Linked DNA regions of Zea mays: region 1 is linked to region 2. The links are chromatin contacts, called in public Hi-C maps. All regions are on one chromosome and are shown on one strand. The core of a region is the stretch at or near the end of the contact, and the rest is flanking DNA. Distances in the headings are between cores, read along the strand shown. Region 1 holds the start of LOC100382620. Region 2 holds the start of LOC100283719.

What was found. A called contact is a pair of places that touch in the nucleus more often than the background predicts.
Region 1: a contact with region 2 is called in a Hi-C map of tassel, with 3 times the contacts expected there. The contact joins the promoter of LOC100382620 here to the promoter of LOC100283719 in region 2. A contact is called at or near these places in 3 of 25 Hi-C or Micro-C datasets (bundle sheath, ear and tassel).

Annotation. Positions count from the first base shown.
Region 1 is chr3:55,356,102-55,362,238 of Zm-B73-REFERENCE-NAM-5.0, reverse strand. LOC100382620 reads left to right here and starts at 1,622. Exons shown (of 7, transcript NR_158540.1): 1 at 1,622-2,000; 2 at 2,097-2,293; 3 at 4,005-4,069; 4 at 5,297-5,552; 5 at 5,633-5,718; 6 at 5,793-5,884.
Region 2 is chr3:54,601,163-54,606,649 of Zm-B73-REFERENCE-NAM-5.0, reverse strand. It overlaps LOC100283719, which reads left to right and starts at 2,022. Exons shown (of 8, transcript NM_001371961.1): 1 at 2,022-2,149; 2 at 2,214-2,457; 3 at 2,625-2,696; 4 at 3,035-3,102; 5 at 4,213-4,372; 6 at 4,476-4,559; 7 at 4,701-4,808; 8 at 4,925-5,268. The coding sequence starts at 2,341. The coding sequence ends at 5,005.

The DNA.
Region 1 (6,137 bases), core at 373-2,872, 760 kb before region 2:
CCCTTGACGTGTGCCACAGTCGGTGGAGTGGCCGCCCGCGGGATTCGCGGTGGAGTAGGTAGCCGAGGCCGAGCTCGGGCGAGGCGGGAAATCACCTGAGGCTGAACTCAGCGTCAGGCGAGACGAAGATTGCGCCCGAGGCCAAACTCTGCGTCGGGCGAGGTGGGAGTTTGCGCCCGAGGGCTGGACTTAGCGTCGAGCGAGGCGGAGATTTACGCCCAAGGGTCGGTCTGCTTCACTCGTCTTATTAGACGTCCCATCAAGGGGATGGCAGGCGGCGTGCACGTACTATAGCGGGGGTGTAATCATGTTGCTGCGCCTGGATGTGACTGCTGTCTTGTTAACCACTGTGCTCCTGCTGCCACGACGTGGGTAGGTATGCGCATTAAATGCGAGTGTTCCCCACCTGTTTTCGGGCGCCCTTGTCTTATCTGCCTGGGATCAGCTCGGGCGAGACGGACAGAGCGGTGGTGACTTCGGGCGAGGCGGAGTTCTGCCTGAGGTGGGAGACTCTTGGGGAGAGGCCTCGGGTTAGGAGGTACCTCGACTGCTTCCCCTCGGGGGTTATGTTTTTACTTCTCCTGAGTGCGTCTTTCGGGAGGGATAATCTAGGTACCCCTAATTATCACCCCCGACAAGTATGAACAACCACCTCCACCCGCTTATGTATACTTACATCTTGCACCCTATCCGACATATGGACAACCATTTTATGGTGTCACAAACATGGATCCATATGCTTCTATAGCCTTCGAGATGTGTTACTTTTCCTTCATCATTAAATATTTGTTTATGTATCCATATGCTTCTACAGCCTTGAGATGTGTTACTTTTCCTTTATCATTAAATATTTGTTTATTGTTCATATTATCTAGCTAATTTTATTTTTTTAACTGTATAGAAATATGTATATAGAATGGATCCACACCCAGATGCTTCGAACATGCCTGAATATTATGACTCCAGCTGAATATGTGGATGCATTACCATCTGACTATTGTTTTGTGTTGTAATTTGTGTTATTGGGTAATCTATGTTATGGTTGTATGACACAAATGTAACCTTCTATTGACGTGTGTTGCACTTAATTGTGATTTTCTATTTGCATATATATGTTCTATGTGTTTTTGTGCATTAAATTATTGTGAATATGTTGTTATTTGTTATGCAACATGATTTGAATAAAATACAGACACATTCTACCAAAATTTTTATTCTTTCTAACCAAATTGCGTTTTGCGGTAAAAAAAGTACCGAAATTCGGTCAGAAAGCGGCGAAATTGGGTCGGGAAAAGCGAAATCCGAATTTTTGGATTTGAAAGTATAAACCGGTGGGTAAATAAGAAATTCGGGTGAAATTTGGTAAAATTCTATTTTCGGAAACGGTCGAAATTCGTGTACAAAACGGGATGGGTAACCTGACCAGAGACCACCCTGTGGCCGTGGGCGAATTTTTTTATTCGCACGCCCACTCTGCTGCCGCGGCCGCCGCCCCACAGCCCCACTAGGCTAGGCCACTAGTAAAGGAAACGCAGCCGCAGCCTTTGCCGGTTTGCTCTCTCTCTCTCTCTCTCTCTCTCTCTCTCTCTCTCTCTCTCTCTCTCTCTCTCTCTCTCTCCACCTCCTCTCCCGACTTCCCGAGTCCCGCTACGCAGCCGTCGCCTCCTACTCCCTTTGCGACTCCTCGCCCACATCCAGCACTTGCACATCAGCAACCTCAACCGCAAGGGAGGTGGCGAGGCTGAGCGCCAGCCGCCATGTCTGTCCCCGGCGTCGCCTCCCCGATCGCCGACCGCTTCTACTGCCCCCCACCGCACCGCCACCTCCTTGACAAGCAACACAGACAGCATCCGCCACTAACTGCCTCGGCGGCCGAGGAGCCGGCGAAGCCGACGCCGGAGCTCGGGCGAGACCCTTCCCCGTCGCCTTCGCCGGCTACCAACCTCGAGAGTTTCATCGCCTCCACCGCCGTCCGCGTTCCCGCGCGGTGCTCTCCTCGAGTGTGTCTGCCGGCGCTTGCTTGCCGCTCGTGTTTTCCGTACGGACATGTGCTGACGGCTGACGGGTCCGATTGTTCTGTTCTTGTGCGCTTGCAGACGCCGGGGTGCCGGGCAGGAGCGCCGTACTACGAGCTCGCGGATCTGTGGGAGGCGTTCGGGGAGTGGAGCGCGTACGGCGCCGGCGTGCCGCTGCTGCTCAATGGCACGGATGGCGTCGTGCAGTACTACGTGCCATTCCTGTCCGCTATCCAGCTCTATGGGTCGCGGCTGCCGTCGTCGAGCAAGACCAAGAGGTAGTATAACAGGCTCATAGCTGTCATTTTTATGTTGGAATCTGCGGGTACCTGCATTGAATGGGTTGACATTGTGGACCATGACTTCCTCGATTCTGTCAATACTTGGATATGTTAGGCCAAACGTAGTTGAAAGATTATTGCCATTCTTTTGTATTTGTTCCAGAAACACTGAAGTCTACTTTATCTTAAAACCAAAGAAACTAACAAACTGAACCACTGCTACTGCTAAAGATTAAAGAAAATCTCGTAATGTTCCATGAGCGTGTCTGATCTTGCTAGTCGTATGGAACTAGTGGATGCATGTTATCATGCACATTGATATGATTAGGCTAGTCGACATGCTCTTCTTGAACCAGGATCTGTTTTTTTTTGTTCTTTACATATTTCAATTAATTGATGAACGTCTTTTTAAATATATCAGTAGTCATTTTGCCTGATGTTACCTTTAATCATGCAGTATTGCTAGCTTGGATGTTTTCTGCAGTACATTTTCAAACAAGTCCGAATATTTTCCAAGTGGCTGTAGTTAGTCTTGGTTATGCATTTGAACAACCGGACAAAGTACACTTTTTATTCTATAAGCCCTTGGTACTTCTATTGTGGCACAAGCTTCCTATCTTATGGCATGTGTTGGTCTGTGTGACCCAAGTGTGCTCAAGTTAGTCAAGCCAAAATTTGGCACCTTTGACCAATATTGGCTACCATTTGGTTGAGTGCCAAAAGATGTAATGGTACCTTATCTCTATGCTACCTTAGTTGTCAAATCTTGCCAATATTAAGGTCATTAAAATTGGTTGTGACCTTGATTTTTTATATATTAAAACTAGACCAATAAAGAAGGAAGTCGGTGGCTATAAATTAAGAATTTGGCACCTAATGTTTTGCCAGTGAGGACTTGAATTGGGTGGTCTGTGCTTTACATCCACACCCTCAACCAATTGAGCTAAGATGAGCATCTCTAGGAGCTCTCCAATACCATTCCTCATCCGCATAAAACTGTCATATTTGGGGATGAGGCAATTCCATAGCTCCAGCAGCTTCCCAATAGCTCTCCTTTTCTGGTGTTCACAAAGAAAACCTCCATCTCCTCTCAATTAAAGGGGAGTTGCATCTCCACATTAGTGTTGGGACCACAACAACTGTCATCTTCCTTTTTCCACGTCCTCTATTTTGACATGTGGGTTCCATTGAGAAAGATTATTGGTGCTGGAGCATCTCCCCGAATATTCCAAAAAAGCACTACCGGTGACCACCAATTCCATTTTATTAGGGATGAATTAATGGTGATCTGCTGGATATGCTCTTAGTTCCAATTTTGACCTCAATTTTGGCATTCCAAATTTGGATTGTCTACTTTATGACAAATTTCAGTGCAAATCAAACAGCCCCATGTTCTTGCTTGTTATATTAAAGCATGGTTAATATTGAACACTCCATTCTTGCAAGCATCCTACCATTCATTTGAGGCTGTAATTGTTGCATGGATCATCAAATCATCATTGAACATTATAATGACCATTACATTTTATTTACAGCAGCATGTGATACTAGCATTGAACATGTAAAATGTCAGTATTACTACCTGTGGTTAAATATTTGCAGGATAATTTTATTTATACTTGTTACATTTCTTTTTATATAACAATACCTAGAAACAATTCAAGCAGGGGATCTAATCCAAAGTTGTCCGCTTTACTTTATATAACAGGTTGTGATTGAACTGACCAGATGAACGATTCATCGTCTGAACTGTTCTGACTGTGTTCACTAATGGTGACTATTCTTGAAAACCAGAGCATATCAGCATGCCTGTACTTGCTTGAAAAAAACATCAATCATAGTACCATTCTCCTGGCATTTCACTGATTATATAGATCTGTTTCCAGATCAAGTTATATAATACCATGGTCGAGGTGTCTCTGACCAGCTCCTGAGAGCTATAATTCCAGCTAACAATGAATCTGGTAAAACCCCAAACCAATGCAAGGAACTGGCCGTGAAATTTGCTCTTAAACATCAAAGAATTGTGCTCCACCCTGCAACTACATCACGTTTCCATAAAAAGCATTAAGTTAATCCAGACTATTATGGAGCATGGTGAGCAATATAAATTTGCCTATGGTGAATTCATTTCTTATGCTTCTTTCAGATTTCTCAAAAAAAAACGGCCATAATTTCACTTGCATTATTGATTAAAAAATAGGCTGTCAGAATTGTTAGAACAAAAATAATGAAGGTGTTACTGCACTGCTTGCTATTTTAAGTCTCTGAACCATCAGGTTTCAACTTGGCTGATATTTTTTTTGTTGGCTTCTCTCGAAGCTGAAAGTTTATCTTGAAGGAGTTGGACTTCCCTGAAATGTTTTAGACCTTATAAACCACAGTTCCTTTAGAACACACTGATTAATTTTTCAGGAATAAAAGCCTCTGATTTATATTTATTTAAGTTTATTTTGGTGAGAGCTGTCTTACCGAGTCATCAGGTCACAGGTTCGAAGCAGCCTCTACGCATTCGTGGAGGGAAGGTTTGCCTTGGTTTATCCTTTACCAAATCCCATTCATGTGGGAGCCTCCGGCACTTGGTGTTCCCTTATGTTTCTTATTTGAGGAGTTTTTTTAGATAATGGAGGTAATCTCTGGTTTCAGCAACAACTAGGGATGAAGTGCTACTTAAAAATGTGGGCACTAGGATTTGAACCTTGGTAGGTGGTGTCATGCATCCACAATCTGAACTGACACAAACTGGTTTGTTCAGATAAAAGAAGTTATTTTGTGGTGAAACAATAAATGAATAAATCAGAATGCATGACTGTTTCAGCTTTCTATGAATTGGACTAGCAGAGATGTCTTAGAAATAATGTTCATTTTTTCAGTAATGCATGAATACATCAATTGTTACTATTATTGTGTACTTTTCTGGTCAACTTTCTCTTGGACATTCCTTCAAAAAAACATTCCCTTAGATAATTATGATCTTTTGGAACTGTTTTTTGTTTTCAGCTGCAGATACCTTAATGAAGGCAGTGATGGTGACAATGCTCCAGAAACAAGCAGTGATGTAAGCAATGAGAGTGACAATGACAATGACAATGAAAGGTCTATTGGAAGAACAACCCAATGTTTAGTAGAAAATATTTGCACCGATCAAGAAAGGTTGTCCAGTGATGACTGTGATTCCAGTAACCAGGAACCTCCCCCTGTTTTCCAATATATGGAGCATGATGCACCATATGGAAGACAACCATTAGCAGATATGGTATGTCTTTTTCGGTTCTTGTGCAACCAAATGTAGTATTTGTAACCTAGCTGACAGTTATATTTTATTAATACCTACAGATTTCAGTATTTGCATGTAAGTTTCCTGATCTAAATACATACAAGAGCTGTGATCTTCTCCCGTCCAGTTGGATCTCTGTAGCCTGGTACTTCCCTTAACTCCTGACAGTTATATTTCATTAGTTACATAGCTGTCTTATCCAATGAAAGTTGATTGCAGGTATCCCATATACCGGATACCAACAGGACCTACGCTACAAGATCTAGATGCTTGCTTTTTAACATTCCATTCATTGTCAACAACACCTGATGGTGAGCGCTCGTGTTTCTTCTAATCTTCTTGTTGGAAAACAATACAAATTAGCATACCCTGTCCTGTTCAGAGTATGGGGGTGTTTGTTTGAGATTATAATCTATCCAGATTATATAATCTAACAACTTTTGAACTAAGATTTAGTTCAAAAATTGTTGGATTATATAATCTAGGTGGATTATAATCCCAAACAAACACCCCCTATGTCTAGGTGCATATTAAAAGCAGCAGTAAACCTGAAGAATCTCATTT
Region 2 (5,487 bases), core at 773-3,272:
CGTTTTGGCCACAAAGGAATGAAAATTCAGGTGGGGACCCTCTCCCCTCCGGTGACATTCAAAAAAAAACATATTGGGCCATGCGTCATAATTGACTTGAATTTTGCTGCCACTGCTAGCACATCAAGGCAGAGAAACATTATGGTGATCTTGTCTCACTACAACAGATAAGGTCGTCGTAGTTACATAGTGGAGACGATGATCTAATGTTGGGGTTGCTACAAATAGGCACTCTCAGGCTGTGTCTAGCAGATTGTGTATATAGTTATATAAAATATTGTTTTGCATGATAGATAACAGAGTAAAGTTTAAAATAGAAGATGTGATACGAGATGAGATAGGAGAGCTGCTGGAGATAGCCTCACAACCGAAGTTATCGAACCTAATGCACCGGTGCATGCTGTTGTAGTGCGCATGACTGCTAGGACTGAGTGTTGCATGTGTTTGGTTAGAGAGACGATGGAAGATGTGTTACGACGATACCATTTTTCACGATATTTGGTTCACGTTGATAGGAGACAATACAACGATATGGTGATAAATGCAAACTTATATTGATCTTTTCCGTTTTCACTTATTGTGAGTCAAATTTTAGAATATTGTGAACCAAGTTAGTGAATGATTCAAAGCATGAAATATAGGAACATAACATACTAGTGGTATCAGAAATGATTTCAACACATCCTACATATGCTAGTTGCCAATCTCAACGGTAAAAAACTTTTATATATTGAAGTGAGGGTTGAGAGAAGAATGAGGAGGTGGTATAGACATCTGAAGTGAGGGTTGTGTGAATGAGCTCAAGCACTTCTCCATTCTGAAATTGCTACGGACCATGATAGCAATACGATGAGCGATACGGACTGGTCAATATGGATCGATCGTGACTCCAAAGCGGTCAGTGGGTACTGATCCTGCCGGCTGGTCGACGACCTCATAGACTGCGCCTGTGCCGCTCAACGCTAGCACACCATTGGCGGGTGTGATGCCCGACCGATAGGTTTGACACGTGTACGGAACATTGACACCAGTCTTATGTATGGGGATGCTGGAATGGTTGTCTTAACATACCATAGATGAATGAGGAAGGCTCACGTCACCACTTAAAATTTGGCACGTAGAAAAAAGAAAGTGCTCGCCATTTGATTACTCCCCTTTGGCATGCATGCCGTCGAATTAGGAAAATAGGTGGGCCATTAATCATAGGTCATCTTTGACGGTGTTAGCTAGACGAGCGTCGCTACACGTATGACTCTAGTGTTAAACTTAGGTACAAATAAGGCAACGTGTTTGACTCATGCTTCTTTAGTTCAGAACGAGAAGTAACAACAATTGTAGGTTAAGGTTGGTCTAATCCAGTTATACGGGTGGTGGATCGTACGTGAACCACTTTCGGTCATTCAACATTTGTGTTTCCGGTTGTAGAAGATGTTTTAATAGTTTGAGATCTCCTTGAACATTTCATCAAACTACTGGATTTATTTATTTATTTTTTGTGTCTTCAGTTACGGTAACCTTTTCGCTCTCCACCCACCCACACACCCACCCACTACCATACGCCGCCACTGACGCATCATAACGATCGAGTGTCTCTTCCATAACCTTTTCCGGTGGCCATCCTTAACAACCTCACCTCACTTGTGGCTGCATCTCACATGGTTGTCAAAATCTCGATTTTATAGTTGGATTTTGCGTCCTTACTATTCAGAATTAGCGGGTTTGATTCTTCGCTTCTGTTTTTTTTTTCTTCCACTGTCTTCTATAATTCGGACCGTATTCGACTTGGAATCCACGATTTTTCGATAACCTTTAGATCTGGATGCCTAATTTCTTATTAAGAAAATACCACACGCTGCAAAGAGAAAAAAAGGCTTTATAAAGTCGGAGTAGCCCACTACCGTTCGCATCAAGGAACGAAGTCTGACTGACTGACACAGGGGAAAGTAGCACTTGAGTACTGCTGCCTATATACACACACACGCGTATGGGGAAAAAAATCGACGCAGAAGCGGGCGCAGAGGCAGACGCATGCATGATGCATCGAGCCCCCCCAGCTCGCAGTCGCACCGGAGGAATGCTAACTGGAGAGCCACGCCTGCCGCGGAGGACCGGGACTAACTACGAGCTGCCGCGGCCGTTCCTGGTGCAGGTGGGACCCACCTCGCTTCCTTTCCTCCTTCCAGATTATTTAAAGCCATTTCCGTTGCGTCCAGGTCCAGGGTAGAGAGAGAGAGAGGGGATGGTGTGAGGGAGGGAAGGGAGCAAAGGCAAAGCAGCCAACGACCAGAGAGACACGGAGGCTCAGAGAGAGAGAGCGAGGAAGAAGAAGAGAAGAAGAAGATGGAGCAAGAGGAAGCGTGCTCCTCCTCGCTGCGGCAGTGCAGGATTTGCCACGACGAGGAGGACGAGCGGCGCTCCGCCATGGAGTCGCCCTGCGCCTGCTCCGGCTCCCTCAAGGTATGTGTCCTCCTCTATCCTCTATGCGGGCGGCTACAGCAGCATGCGGCGCATGACCTGATGATGCTCTGCGCGCGCTCCGCCTGCTGCGTGTCTCGTGAACTCGCTGCACCGGCCAAGCCATCTGAACGACGACGTGTCTGTTGTTCCTCCCCTCGCGCCTGCAGTACGCTCACAGGGGATGCGTGCAGAGGTGGTGCGACGAGAAGGGAAGCGCCGTCTGCGAGATTTGCCTCCAGGTTTGTTTTCGTCGCGCCCGAGTCGATCGCGCCCAGCAGCAATTTTCAGATTCCTTCGCCTGTTATTCACCCGCCGTCGTCGCTCACTGTTTTATCCACGCAACTTCTCCGCTTGTGTTGGACGGGGGAAATTTTGATCCGGGTGATGAAGGTTAAGCAATTTGCCCCCCCCCCCCCCCCCCCCCCCCCCCGTGCAAGTCTCCCCTGCTGATCACAGCGTGCAAAGTGCTTTTGTTTATTTATTTATTTATTGCAGCAAAGTATTGTACCTTTCTCAGAGTCCAAGTATTGTGAAGCTTCGCCTTTTGTCTAACAGCCGTGCTTTTTTTTACTGACAGAACTTTGAGCCAGGCTACACCGTTCCTCCCAAGAAAACCCAACCTGCTGATGTCGCGGTGACCATCAGGTGCCTCCTTCTCTATCTCTCTCTGGTAACTGTGCGCATTAAGGCTATCTATCAGGGCGAATGCTGTGCTTAATTGTAGGTGGTCACTGGTCAGCTGTAGTTGTTCCATAATATAGTAACTGTCATCAGAACATCCACTTCGCCCATTTCATTCATTCATCCATTCCTTCGTTCATTTTTGTTTGGCATCAACCTCATCTCATCTGAACCGAGCGCGGTTGCTGGCCAACCCATCTTTATCTCCCATTCCATCGATTGATTAAACGGAATCTGCCAGCGCGACGGGCACTTTAGGCGACCAAGACCAACCACCCGCTCTTGATAGCTCGTCGTCGCATCCGCATACTACCCACCAGCAAAATTCCAAGACGCGTCCCAGGCGGCGGCCCCCCTCGTTCTCATCCGCTGACGCAGCACAGCATGCGCTCTCACCCAAGCCCCTGATCCGGTCGCCACCATCTCCAGACCAAGCAAGAGACCAAAGCGCTCTGATCGAACAGTGGTGCTGGTGGCCTGGCGCACATTCCATTCTGGCAGTGGCAGTGGCAGGGCAGCTGTCTATGTCTATCGCAGCATGTTGTTCTTCGGGATTCCCGAGGCGGTCGGGGGTGGGAGCCCCTGTGTTTGTGTGTGTGTGGCGTGGCTGCCAGGTGGGTCCGGCCCAGCTGTTTCCGTTAGCCAGGCCAACCACCGGGTCCCAACTCCCAATCATTCTTTCGCCCCGCATGAGATGATGATGCCCTCGCACTGTTGCTGCACCTCTTCTGCTGTAGTGGACTACAAATGCAAGCCGTGCCCTGCACTGCACTCACTCCTCCCTGCTGTCCTGCACCCGTTGGCACAGGAGTCAAGCCCGTCCGTTCTTGTTCATCGGTGGTTGCAGGCAGCACGGCCGATCACCGCGTCTGCACTTTTAATTTGTAATGTGACTGACGGAGAAAATTTGTGGAATCTGTCGATCCTGGTTGGCTGTCTGTCTGTCTGGTCAGCTCAGCAACCACCACCGATGATCAGTTTACGACCACTACCTACCTACCATTACCACTACCAGCCAGAGCCTGGCAACCACCACGCGCGTTGCTGATCTGGGCTTTCGTGGTGCATGCGCAGAGACAGCGTGGGGGTGCCCAGGCCGCAGCACGAGCCTGAAGAGGAGGAGGAGCAGGAGCTGGTGGACGTGGCGTTGATCGGAGCCAGCGACCCGGAGTACGCCGAGTGCGCGCGCGCCGCCGGCAGGAGCGCGTCCTGGTGCCGCTCGGTGGCCGTCACGGTACGTGCATGCGCGACTGACTGACTGAGTGACAGAGAAGCCGCCGTCCTCCCCCCCGCGCCGTGCAATGCGTCGCGTCTGAACTTTGGCACTGTCACTGCAGTTCACGGTCGTCCTGCTGCTGAGGCACCTGGTCACCGTGGTCACGGTCGGGGCGGCCAACCAGTTCGCCTTCGGCCTCCTCACGGTGAGTAGCACGGAAATCTGAAAAGAAAAATAAAAGAAAAGGCTGGAATGAAAAGCAGACAAGGTTGGTTCGTTTCTGCGATCGACCGACGACTATATACTGTAAAAACCTAACGTCTGTTCCTTGGCTTGGAAATGCAAGGTATACTTGCTGCGGGCGAGCGGGATCCTGCTTCCGTTCTACCTCGTCATGAGGCTCATCTCCGTGATACAGCAGGGGCAGAGGCAGTACCGCCTCCGGCTGCTCCAGGTTAGCCCATCGAATCGCCACTTCTGAATAAATGTCGTTGGGGGCTGGCTGTTCAGCAATCAGCAGCACTTTTTTTTTTTTGGCCACTGATGTCTGTATGTTGTTGGGTGGTGCAGGAGCAGAGGAGACACGCGTTGAGGTCGGGCCGGCTGCACGGCCAGGAACAGCAACAACAGCATGTCATCCTGGTTCGCTGAGGAACGAGCCATTCATTCACCTTGCCTTGGTGTCCATACATTCCATTCATCCGTCGTACGCGTACAAGGTTGTAAGATGTACCGCTCCATTTTTTTCTTTTTGTTCAGGCCTTTACAAGCCTAAAAAAAGCTTATATGTACCACCACTTCATTTGTAAACCCTCAAAATTTGTTGCTGAGAAGATCGACATATCATGTATAGAATTGTAAAAAGAAACAAACAAAAAAAAAGGGGAAAAGAGAACTGGCGCAATGTTCGATTACCCATGGCACGTCCACCTTCCTTTTAGCCTATGTTTGGATAATCTAATATTCATCTCAATACGTATGAATTAAAACAGATTAAAATAGAAATTAGTTTAGTTTACACATCAACCCCTTCAACCCATCTGTATTGGGGACCCATATGTATTAGGGTGAATAATAAATCACCCCAACAAGCCCTTATTTATGTCAATGGATGTACAGATTGATGTCGTGCT